Regions from separate parts of the Pan troglodytes genome. Here region 2 is linked to region 1. A link is a contact called in public HiChIP or PLAC-seq data. All regions are on one chromosome and are shown on one strand. Each heading gives the region's core, a stretch centred on a gene start, on an enhancer-like site or on the middle of the called end of the contact. The rest is flanking DNA. Distances are from core to core; before and after follow the strand shown.

The links. HiChIP or PLAC-seq counts read pairs in DNA pulled down with a chosen protein or histone mark.
Region 2: an H3K4me3 HiChIP or PLAC-seq map of stem cell-derived excitatory neurons shows a contact between it and region 1, with 13 times the contacts expected there. The contact joins the promoter of NXN here to the promoter of LIAT1 in region 1. A contact is called at or near these places in 1 of 7 Hi-C or Micro-C datasets (stem cell-derived neural progenitor cells) and 1 of 1 datasets of contacts at active chromatin or transcription factors (stem cell-derived excitatory neurons).

Annotation. Positions count from the first base shown.
Region 1 is chr19:10,904,805-10,911,023 of NHGRI_mPanTro3-v2.0_pri, reverse strand. It overlaps LIAT1 (ligand of ATE1), which reads right to left and starts at 1,942. Exons shown (of 2, transcript XM_016931094.4): 1 at 1,578-1,942. The coding sequence starts at 1,884. The region is part of intron 1 of RPH3AL (rabphilin 3A like (without C2 domains)); the gene reads left to right.
Region 2 is chr19:11,449,644-11,455,201 of NHGRI_mPanTro3-v2.0_pri, reverse strand. It overlaps NXN (nucleoredoxin), which reads left to right and starts at 3,445. Exons shown (of 8, transcript XM_016931115.4): 1 at 3,445-3,911. The coding sequence starts at 3,552.

The sequences.
Region 1 (6,219 bases), core at 693-3,192:
AGCACAGTGGCACAATCTTGGCTCACTGCAACCTCCGCCTCTCAGGTTCAAGCAAATCTAGGTGCCTGCCACCATGCCCAGCTAATTTTTGTATTTTCAGTAGAGACGGGGTTTCACCATGTTGGCCAGGCTGGTCTTGAATTCCCAAAGTGCTGGGATTACAGGCGTGAGCCATGTGCCCAGCCACACAGGGCTTCTTGACCTGAACTGCAGAATTTTCTTGCCTTTGTATTACGCCTGAGAAGTACTTATCATCTTCCCATTGCTCCCTTCCCACACTGCACGGTCCATATGGGCGAGGCTGCCACTCTGCCTCCTGCTTGCCTTGGTGCCAGCTCTGCCACAGAGGGCCAGGCCCCAGAACTGGAGCTTAGAGCCCTCTCCCAGACAGCCAAAGCCACTGAGGTGGACCACACGGGCGACAGTGGCCTCACAGCACTCACGGGCACCTGCATTCTCTGTCACTGCTGTGCTCTCTCTCCTCAAAGTGGGTGCTCAGTCCCCTTGTCAAGAAATCTAGGGGTTCTACAAGAAGAGCTTGGTGAGATGTAGGGACTGGGGTTTATGGCAGGTAGGGTATGTGTGTTTGTGAAGGTGTCCCTGAGAGAGACTGCAATTCCTGCCTGCATATGACTACACACGTCAATGTATAACGTATTAACAGTCTGTGTCTGTGTGTGTAGACTATGAATGTGTGTGCATGACAGGGATCTGTGCTTTAGTTTTTTTTGTTTGTTTGTTTTTTTAAGAGACAGGTTCTTGCTTGTTTTCCAGGCTGGAGTGCAATGGTGCGATCATAGCTCACTGCAGCCTGGAAGTCCTGGGTTCAAGTGATCCTCCCACCTCGGCCTCCCAAAGTGCTCGGATTACAGGTGTGAGCCACTGCGTCCCGCCCTTTAGTTTCACTGTTGGTGTTACATTGATAGAAGGTGGGGGGAGTGGTTGAGGGTGTCCCCCGCCCTTTAGTTTCACTGTGGGTCTTACACTGATATGAAGCGGGGAGTGGTTGAGGGTGTCAGGGATTATCGGAGGATGTCACAGTGACTGGTGTCATGGGGTTTGTGCAGTCCAAGGCTGCCCCTTGGTGGGTGCGAGGGGGAGCCCATGCAGCGAGGACCTTTAATACACACGTCTGTGGGTGTGGGTGTCTACCGCGCATCCAGAGGCAGGCAGCCTTAACGCAAGAGGGTGTGAGGAGGGGAGGCAGGAGTCTGCCCTTCTCTGTGCATGAGAGTGAGGGCCTTTCATGTGGCATCAATGTGTTTGGGGTGGGGAAAGTGTCTTGTGAGGAGGGCCTCTGTGGGGAAGGTGCAGACGTTTAAGATTGCCAGTTTTGGCTGAGGGATTAGGAAGTTGAGAGGGTGTCTTTGTGTGGGGCTGGAAGGCTCTTAGGAATGGTGGATATCTGTAGGGGTCTCTGTGTGGGGCTAAGGGACCGCAGAGTTGGTGGATGGTCTCCATGGGTGGGGCTGGGGCATCAACGTGCTGCTGACGGGCATGTGTGAAATGGGGGGGGGGTCCCCAAAGAGTCTCCAGGGAACCGGAGCTGACGCAGCCGGGCTAGCTGCTCCTCTTACCGTCCCCCTTGCCAGACCCCTTGGTCTTCTTCTTCCTTTTTTTCTTCTTCTTCACCTTCCGTTTGGCCAGCTCGGAGGCGCCGCCTGTGATGGGGGGCAGTCTAGACCCCCAGGGGCCCGCGGCGCCGCCCTCCCGCTCCTCCTCCACGCCGTCGTTGTCCTTGTACCCCACTGTCCCCGCCCCACCGCGGCGGTCCATCCGCCCGCTGGGCTGCAACCCAACCCGCCCCGGGGGCGCCCGAGGCCCGCTGCCGACTAGTCGGCGACTCTCAGCGCGGACCGCCAGGCCAGGGCCACGCGTCTCCATGGCGACCACCCCTGCTGCGCCTGCGCAGTCAGGACGCTTCCGCCCGGTGCCCCACGGACCGCGGTGTGCGCATGCGTGCTTCCGTCTTTTGGCGACCTTGGCACACAGCGGTGTGCGCATGTGTGCTTCTGTCGGGGACCTCGGGAACATAGCGGTGTGCGCATGCGTACATCTGTCGGCGTGCTAGGTACGCAGCGGTGCGCGCATGCGTGCTTCCATCTGTTGGCGATACCGGCACAGCGATGTGCGCATGCGTGCTTCTGTCTGCGGAGACCTCCGCGCATAGAAGTGTGCGCACGCGTGCGTCTGTCGGAAACCTCCGCACACAGAGGTGTGCGCATGCGTGCTTCTGTCGGGGACGGCGGCGCACGGTGGTTCGCCCATGCTTGCTTTTGTCTGTTGGAATCTGCAAGTTGACCGCAGGAAGGGGAGGGTGGGCAGAGAGATTTTAAATCCCTGGGCTGACACTCATCTCGTCCAGTCCTGTGCCTCGATCCTCCTGCCTTGGCCTCCCATCCCCACGCCTGGCTAACAGGTTTGATGTTTGGTTTCAGGCTGGTCTCGAACTCCTGGGCTCCATCGATCTTCCCGCCTCGGCCTCCTAGATCGCTGGGATCACAGGCATGAGCCTCCGTGCTCGGCCTCCTGTACCTTTTTAAATGCTGTGTATTCTCCCCTCAATTTTTATTGCCTGAGTTTCAGCCTCGTACATCTACCCTGGACTCTCAAAGCCAATGTGTCCAAAACAAACTTACTTCTTCATGGTTTTCCACTTCAGTGAACAAAACCGCTGGACTGGCCGGAAACCTGGTGGGCTTCCGTGTCCCCCACCCTCTCCCTTGTCCCTTACCCAGGCTGGGGCCGACTGCCGTGTCTGGCACTGGGACTTCTGGGTCCTCTCCTGAATGGTCTCTGCTTTCAAACCTTCCCCACGAACTCTTTTTCCGCACAGCTGCTAGAACAAACTTTTAAAAACAACCAAACCGTTCACTCTCTTGCTAAAAGTCTCCAGTGATGAAAAACAAAACATAAAAAGCCAAAAAGTCCTCCATTGCTTCCTCATCACAATTTACATCAAGATCTAAACTCTTGTGGGGCTCTGTGCAGGGCTGACACCCGTAGTCCCAACACTTTGGGAGGTCAAGGTGGGTGGATCGCTTGAGCCCAGCCTGGGCAACGTAGTGAGACCCCATCTCTACAAAAAATTAACCAGCTGCGCTGAGGGGCACTTGTGGAGGAACTTGAGCCTGCAGTGAGCCGAGATCGCACCACTGCTGTCCAGCCTGGGTAACAAAGCAAGATTTTCTCTCTCTCTCTTTTTTTTTTTTTGGAGACAGAGCCTTCCTCTGTTGCCCAGGCTGGAATGCAGTGGCGTGAACGTGACTCACTGCAACCTCTGCCTCTCAGGTTCAAGTGATTCTTCTGCCTCAGCCTCCCTAGTAGCTAGGACTACAGGTGTGTGCCACCACTCCTGGCTGATTTTTTTTTTTTTTTTTTTGTATTTTTAGTAGAGACGGGGTGTCACCATATTGGCCAGGCTGGTCTCGAACACCTGACCTTGTGATCCGCCTACCTCGGCCTCCCAAAGTGCTGGGATTACAGGCTTGAGCCACCACGCCCGGCCTCTGTGTCTTAAAAAAAAAAAATAACAAAGTGTGGCTTACAAGGCTTGGTATGATGCATCACCTGCTTTTCTTTCTAGGTTTACCCTCCACAGATTGTATTATCTGAAAATGGCTGCAGAGGCTGGGCATGGTGGCTCACGCCTGTAATCCCAGCACTTTGGGAGGCCGAGGCGGGTGGATCACTTGAGGTCAGGAGTTTGAGACCAGCCTGGCCAACATGGAGAAACCCCATCTCTACTAAAAATACAAAAATTAGCTGGGCATGGTGGTGGGTGCATGTAATCCCAGCTATTTGAGAGGCTGAGGCAGGAGAATCACTTGAACCCAGGAGGTAGAGGTTGCAGTGAGTTGAAATTGCATCACTGCACTCCAGCCTGGGCGACAGGGCAAGGCTCCATCTCAAAATAAAATAAAATGATAAAATAAAATAAAATTGCTGTGCTCTAGCCTGGGCGACAGAGCAAGACTCCATCTCAAAATAAAATAAAATGATAAAATAAAACTGGCTGCAGTAATATCTCTTGTCCCACATACTCTTCAAGAATCTTGCCATTCCCATGGCAAGACACAGAGTCTCATTCCGCTGTCCTTCAATTTAAGGGGTTTGTTGACTCGTTTGTAACCAATAGTATGTGGCAGAAGTGCCTCCGTGTGACTTCTCAGGCTAGGTCCTAAAGGGAATGCAGCATCCATCCATCTTCTTAGCCCATGACGTGCTTGCTGTAGAGTCCTGAGCCTCCCAGTGAGAAGTCTGAGGACCCCAAGGCTGTCACACCTTGATAAATCCCCACCTAGTCCACATGGAGAGCCTCTAAGATGTATGGAGAGAAAGATGCCTCAGCTCCTCCAGCCCCCACTTTTCCCATCCAGCTGTCGTCCCGCAGCAGCAGCAGGAGAGACCCCAGGCCAGCCCCAAGCAGACAAGCCTTTCCTGAATTCCTGACCCAAAGAAGCTGTGAGAGAAAATACGATGGTTGTAGTTATTTAAGTTACGAAGGTTTGGAGTGATGTGTTATGCAACAGTAGATAACCGAATGTGTCTTTTTAAAAAGATATGGAATGGTATTTTATCTTTTATTTAATTTCAACTTTTATTTTAGATTCGGGGGGTACATGTGCAAGTTTGTTACATGAGTACATTGAGGTTTGGGGTATGGGTGATCCTGTCACACAGGTGGTGAGTACAACGCCCAACAGTAGTTTCTCAGTCCACATCTTCCAGCCCTTCCTCCCTCTAGTAGCCCCCATTACCCATTGAAAAATCAGCCTTTGATTTTAGCCATTCTAGTGGGTAAGAAGTTGTATTTCTCTGTGGTTTTGAATTGAATTCCCTTGGTGATTAACGAAGTCAAGCACTCTTGAAAGTGCTTTCTGGTCATTTGTATATATATATATATATTTTTTGAGATGGAGCCTTGCTGTGTGGCCCGGGCTTCCATGCAGTGGCACAATCTCCACTCGATGCAGCCTCTGCCTTCTGGATTCAAGCAATTCTCCTCCCTCAGCCTCCTGAGTAGCTGGGATTACAGGCATGCACCACCACACCTGGCTAATTTTTGTATTTTTAGTAGAGACGGGGTTTCACCATATTGGCCAGGCTGCTCTCAAATTCCTGACCTCAGGTGATCCACCCGCCTCGGCCTCCCAAAGTGCTGAGTTTACAGGTGTGAGCCACTGCGCCCGGCCTGTCATTTGTATATCTTTAAGTGTCTTTTGAAGTCTTTTGGCCATTCTGTAATGTGGTTGTTTATTGTTGATTTGTTGTTTGTTGTTGATGTCTTTGCACAACTTGAATATAAGTGTTTTGTCAGCTTTATGACTGCAAAGATTTTTTTTCCAGGTCTGTAACTTATCCATTTTCTGAATGTGGTGTCTTTGGATAAGCAGAAATTTGAAATTCTGATAAATAATTTTTTTCAATTTTCAATTCATTTGATCAGTTTTTTCTTTTTGTATTGTGTCCAAGGATGCTTTGCCTGCCCCATATTGCAAAGACAGTGTGCTATGCTATCTTCTAGAAGCTTTATAGTTCTGGTTTTAGGTTAGGTTCATGATCTACTTCAAATTTATTATTATTTTTTGAGATGGAGTTTCGCTCTTGTCGCCCAGGCTGGAGTGCAGTGGCGTGATCTCAGCTCACTGCAACCTCTGCCTCCCGGATTTAAGCAATTCTCCTGCCTCAGCCCCCAAGTAGCTGGGATTACAGGCATGCACAAACATGCCAGGCTAATTTTGTATTTTTAGTAGAGGCAGGGTTTTACCACGTTGGCCAGGCTGGGCTTGAACTCCTGACCTCAAGTGATCCGCCCGCCTCGGCCTCCCAGAGTGCTGGGATTATAGGTGTGAGCCACCGCACCTGGCCTACCTCAAATTGATTTTGTGAATAAAGTCACATATAGGAGTCACATTTATTTTTTCCCAAATGGATTTCCAGTTTTTCCAGGAACTTCCATTGAAAAGACATTCCTTTTCCCATTGACTTGACTTGGTACTTTTCATTACGATTTTTAAAAATTTTTTTGGGATGGAGTTTCACTCTGTGGCCCAGGCTGGAGTGCAGTGGTACGATCTCGGCTCACTGCAACCTCCACTTCCCAGGTTCAAGTGGTTCTTCTGCCTCAGCCTCCTGAGTAGCTGGCACTACAGGTGCGTGCCACCATACCTGGCTAATTTTTTTTTTTTTTTTTGTATTTTTAGTAGAGATGGGGCT
Region 2 (5,558 bases), core at 2,196-4,695, 540 kb before region 1:
AGTAATTTAATATATATCATATGAGTAGCTTTAAATGTTTTCACCAAGGCCGGGCGGTGGCTCATGCCTGTAATCCCAGAACTTTGGGAGGCTGAGGCGGGTGGATCACTTGAGGCCAGGAGTTTGAGACCAGCCTGGCCAGTATGGTGAAAACCCCGTCTCTATTAAAGATACAAAAAATTGGCCAGGCTTGGTGGCGGGCGCCTGTAATCCCAGCTACTCCGGAGGCTGAGGCAGAGAATTGCTTAAACCTGGAGGGGCGGAGCTTGCAGTGAGCCGAGATCATGCCACTGCACTCCAGCCTGGGCAACAGAGCAAGACTCTGTTGCAAAAAACAAACAAACAAAACAAAACAAAAAAATTAGTCAGTGCATGCCAGTAATCCCAGCTATTTGGGAGGTGGTGCATGCCTGTAATCCCAGCTACTCGCGAGGCTGAGGCAGGAGAATCACTTGAATCTGGTAGGCAGAGGTTGCAGGAGCTGAGATCGCACCACTGCACTCCAGCCTGGGCAACAGAGTGAGACTCTGTCTGTAGGGACCAGCCCCACAGGGTCGGTGGGTCTCTCCCCGTGTGCGGAGATGAGAGAGTGTAGAAATAAAGACACAAGACAAAGAGATAAAAGGCAGCTGGGCCGGGGGGACCACTACCACCAAGTCGCGGAGACCGGTAGTGGTCCCAAATGCCAGGCTGCACTGATATTTATTGGACACAAGACAAAGGGGCAGGATAAGGAGAGTGAGCCATCTCCAATGATAGGTAAGGCCACGTGGGTCACGTGTCCACTGGACAGGGGCCCTTCCCTGCCTGGCAGCCGAGGCAGAGAGAGAGAGGAGACAAAGAGAGAAACAGCTTCCACCATTATTAGAGACTTTTAGTGCTTTCACTAATTTGCTACTGCTATCTAGAAGGCAGAGCCAGGTGTACAGAATGGAACACGAAGGCAGACTAGGAGCATGACCACTGAAGCACAGCATCACAGGGAGACGGTTAGGCCTCCGGATAATTGTGGGCGAGCCTGCAGTCAGGCCCTCCACAAGAGGTGGAGGAGTAGAGTCTTCTCTAAACTCCCCCGGGGAAAGGGAGACTCCCTTTCCTGGTCTGCTAAGTAGCAGGTGTTTTTCCTTGACACTTACGCTACCGCTAGACCACAGTCTGCCTGGCCACGGGTGTCTTCCCAGACGCTGGTGTTACCGCTAGACCAAGAAGCCCTCTGGTAGCCCTGTCTGGGCATAACAGAAGGCTCACACTCTTGTCTTCTGGTCACTCCTCACTATGTCCCCTCAGCTCCTATCTCTGTATGGCCTGGTTTTCCCTAGATTATGATTATAGAGCGAGGATTATTATGATATTGGAATAAAGAGTAATTGCTACAAACTAATGATGAATGATGTTCATATATAAGCATATCTAAGATCTATATCTGGTATAACTATTCTTATTTTATATTTTATTATACTGGAACGGCTCGTGTCCTTGGTCTCTTGCCTCAGCGCCTGGGTGGCTTGCCGCCCACACTGTCTCAAAATAAATAAATAAATAAATAAAGTTTTCACTAAAAAGTGATGCTTTCTGTGTGTGTTTTATAATATTGTCCCTACAGTGGCAAAGACTTTCAGCATGAAAGTCTCCTAAGAATTAAGGTGGAATTCGACTTCGCAGTAGGATTCTAGCGTGTTCGAACGTGGTCCTCCATCAAAGATCTTACCTGTGTCATTAGCAATACCAGCAGGTGACTAAGGAAGTGGATATAACTTGTAGAGACGCCAGTCCACTTTCCGCTCCCATCTCCACCTCTCCCAATTGTTTTATATGGTAACATTTCACCAAGCTGGAACCCTGCACCATTCCTTATTCTACCCTAGAAAAACGGAGAACCTTCGATGTGAACACTTACGTTTTGTGCCAAAAGCTTGAAGTTCTATTCTGAGGTTTAAATTAGCTCCCGCAAAGCGTCCTATCATTTGTGTATGTGGAAAGCTGCTGTAAAATAAAAGCATTGTGCCTGGTGTCCCGGCAGTGTCTTTTCACAAATGGAGTCTGGTCGGCCTCATTTTTCACTCTTTCCATTAGGTGGCGATGGATGCACAGGAAATACCCTCCGAAGCGGCGGTGGAAGCTCTCAGAGGGGCGGGTTTTCAGCTTTTATTTTTTTGCTTTCGCTGAGTCGTCAGTAGCTGATCCACACCGGCGGCCTGTTACTGTGGCTGGGCCCGGATCTGCACCTGCTTCGTGCACCAGTGGGTTGGGTTGGGGGGAGGCGCTGCGTGGCCAGAGTACTCGCCACGGACCACCTGTTTTTTTTGTTTTTTTGAGACGGAGTCTCGCTCTGTTGCCCAGGCTGGAGTGCAATGGAGCGATCTCGGCTCACTGCAGCCTCCGTCTCCCGGCTTCACGCCATTCTCCTACCTCAGCCTCCTGAGTTGCTCGGGTTACAGGTGCCTGCCACTACACCCGGCTAATTTTTGTATTTTTAGTAGAGGCGGGGGGGGTGTCACCATATTGGCCAGGCTGGTCTCGAACTCCTGACCTTGTGATCCACCCACCTCGGCCTCCCAAAGTGCTGGGAATTCAGGCGTGAGCCACCGCGCCCGGCCCAGACCACCTGTTTAATTCAGCTTCTCCCTAAGCATTGGGGAGCATCCTGCCAGCTGGTAGGAAAAAAAAAAAATCTCTAGAAATGTTCTCAACTATCCATAGACTTGACATGAGGATGGAGCGGATTCAGGAGCGCGGCCAGCATTGGTCTGGAGGCCCCGCGGCGTCCTTTGCATCCATTTGTGAGGCTGGAAGACAGATTCGCTGGGGGCAGAGGCCCCGGCGACCCCTGGACGGAAATCCCACACTGAGACCTGGCACCCTAACCAGACCCCACCAGAAGCTGCGAGGGCGTCCTGGGCCCCCTTAGAACAGCTTGGAACACACAGAGGAGTCAGTGTCCAGCCAGGCCCGGCCTGATGCAGTGAGGACGGCGAGTCCTATAAGCATCTCAGGGTCAGTGGGTCCCGGAGCGGCCTGAGGGTCAGGCTTCGTGCAGGGAGAGGAGGGAAAGGCCGGGGAGGAGGAACAGGAAGAGGGTGAAGAGCTCCGCGGGGAGGGGGCGGGATCCCTGGAGGTCTGGAGGGAATTTAGAACTGAGGAGGAGAGAAAATGCGGGCCGGGCTGCAGCCCGGGAAAGCGCCGGCTCAGCGGGCCCTTCTCCTTTCTTCACTTCGGCCGCGGGCTTTCCAGGGAGAGTGCGGCGTTTCGGGTCCGGCTTCTCGCCCAAGCAGTCACCCCGCGCACCGCGACCGGCAGCTGCGGACCCCGCCTGGGCGGAGAGCTCTGGCCATGGCCGGCCGCAAACGGGGCGTGGCGAGGGCGGGCGGAGGGGCGTGGCGCGGACCGCGGAGGGGGCGTGGCGCGGGCAGGCGGAGGGGGCGTGGCGTGGGCGGCCTTACTGGGCCGGGCTCCGCTCTCCTCAGCGCCTGCCGCCGCCGCCGCCGCCTCCTCCCGCCGCGCGGACCGTGGAGCGGGGTCGCAGCCGCCTGCCCGCCGTGCGGTGGGCCAGGATGTCGGGCTTCCTGGAGGAGCTGCTCGGCGAGAAGCTGGTGACGGGCGGCGGCGAGGAGGTGGACGTGCACTCGCTGGGCGCCCGCGGCATCTCGCTGCTGGGTCTCTACTTCGGCTGCAGCCTCAGCGCCCCCTGCGCGCAGCTCAGCGCCAGCCTGGCCGCCTTCTACGGGCGCCTGCGGGGGGACGCGGCGGCCGGGCCGGGGCCGGGAGCGGGGGCCGGGGCGGCGGCGGAGCCCGAGCCGCGGCGGCGCCTGGAGATCGTCTTCGTGTCCTCGGACCAGGACCAGCGGCAGTGGCAGGACTTCGTGCGGGACATGCCGTGGCTGGCGCTGCCCTACAAGGAGAAGCACAGGAAGGTGAGCGGCGCGGGCCTCGCCGGCCCCTGCCCGCCCCCCACCCCCGTTACCCCTGCCCGTCCCCCACCCCCGTTACCCCTGCCCTCCGCCAACCCCGTTGTCCCCCTGCCCGCCCCCCACCCCCTGACCCCAGCCCCCAGTCCCCCGCCCCCCGACCCACTGTCCTCTCCCCGCCCCCCACCCCGCCGTCCCCGCCTCTGCCCCCCCTCCCCTCCCTCTCCGCGCTGTGCCCGCACCCTCATCCCAGGACCCCTCTTTGGTTCGAGTGCTGCGCTGCGCCCGCCCTGGAAAGTTGGACCCCCCTCGGCCCCCGGGACCCCGGCTGGAGCCCCTCCGTCCGCACACGCTGGGAGCCTCGGGTGGGGGCGGCTGCGCTCGGGGATCCCGGTTCCGCGACCCCTTCACCCGCGAGCAGAGGCGCCAGGCCCTTCCTGCCTCCGCCGCCGACCCCCGCGGATTCCCACAGTGGGGAGGGGAGGGGAGGGGAGGGTGCGCGCCCCCCGCCCGTGGTGCCCAAACCAGCGCGTTTCCTTTCTTTCCGGGAGAAACCTGCCTTCCCGGAGCCCCTTCCCCGGGGACCGGGGACCTGGGGGCCGAGGCCGAGGTCAGGAGAGGCGGCCGGTGACCGTGGCCGTGGCTGTGGCCGAGAAGGGCGCTCACGGCTCCGTCTCCCGCCCCCGCCTCCCCCGCCCCCCCCGCCCCAGGCTGAGTTCGCGGCCACCGGGGAGCTTTGCATTGTCTGGCCGTCCAGTCTCCTCCCCAGACGCCTCCCGGGCGCGGGAACAGCCCGGGCTGTGCAGAGCTCAGCTGCGTGGTGGCCCCTGTGGTCCCGGGGTCTTCGAGTTAAGGGCTGAGTTGACCCCATCGATGCACATTGACTGGAAGAAGGAGGATTTGGGGAAATGGATACTTTGCTGTCAACTTCTCGTGTCTCCCAGTTTGCTGCCGAGTTGAGTTTGGGTTTCTGAGTGTGTCCCTTGGGTGAGGATGTCTGTCTCTGTGATAATAAAGCACATCCAGGACATTTTGTAATGAATGGAGTCAGAAAAAGTTTTGGAGCGCTGTTGCTTCGTGAGTGTCTATGATGCAACGTGTGAATCCAGCCCCCTTCCCTTTTTGAGGAAAGCCTGTTTCTGGAGTGGACAGAAGGGCTATTCTGGGGGCGTTTAGTTTCCTCTGGGGAGCATGGCGAGGCGTGCCACGTGTTCCTTTTATATGTGCAGAATCTTGTTGAGAAGCATGATTTAGATTTACTGGGAGCAAAAGGCTTATACTGTGACCCCAAATGTCTTGAGTAAATCATCCATCCCGAAGCAGTGTGAGGTAGAGATTTGAGATTTAAAGTATGAAATACAGTTGATCCGATGCAGTTTGTAAATTTCACATTGGGAAACCATAGGTTCACTAACCACTCAGAGGCAAGAGTTGGCATTTTTACTGCTTTTTAGGTTATTTTGCCCATTTTGATTGACATGCTTGATGTAGTATGAATATGCATGGCCAGTACTTTTTGATTCAAAATACGAGAATCCTTTGTTTTCCTTGGTGGTGGTTTTTGTGGTACGTTCGTGGAGAAATAATGTTCAGAAAGTGATTTGCCAAAAAAGATTTTCATTGTTACGGCAAGTTTCTGTTGTAGACCAAAGT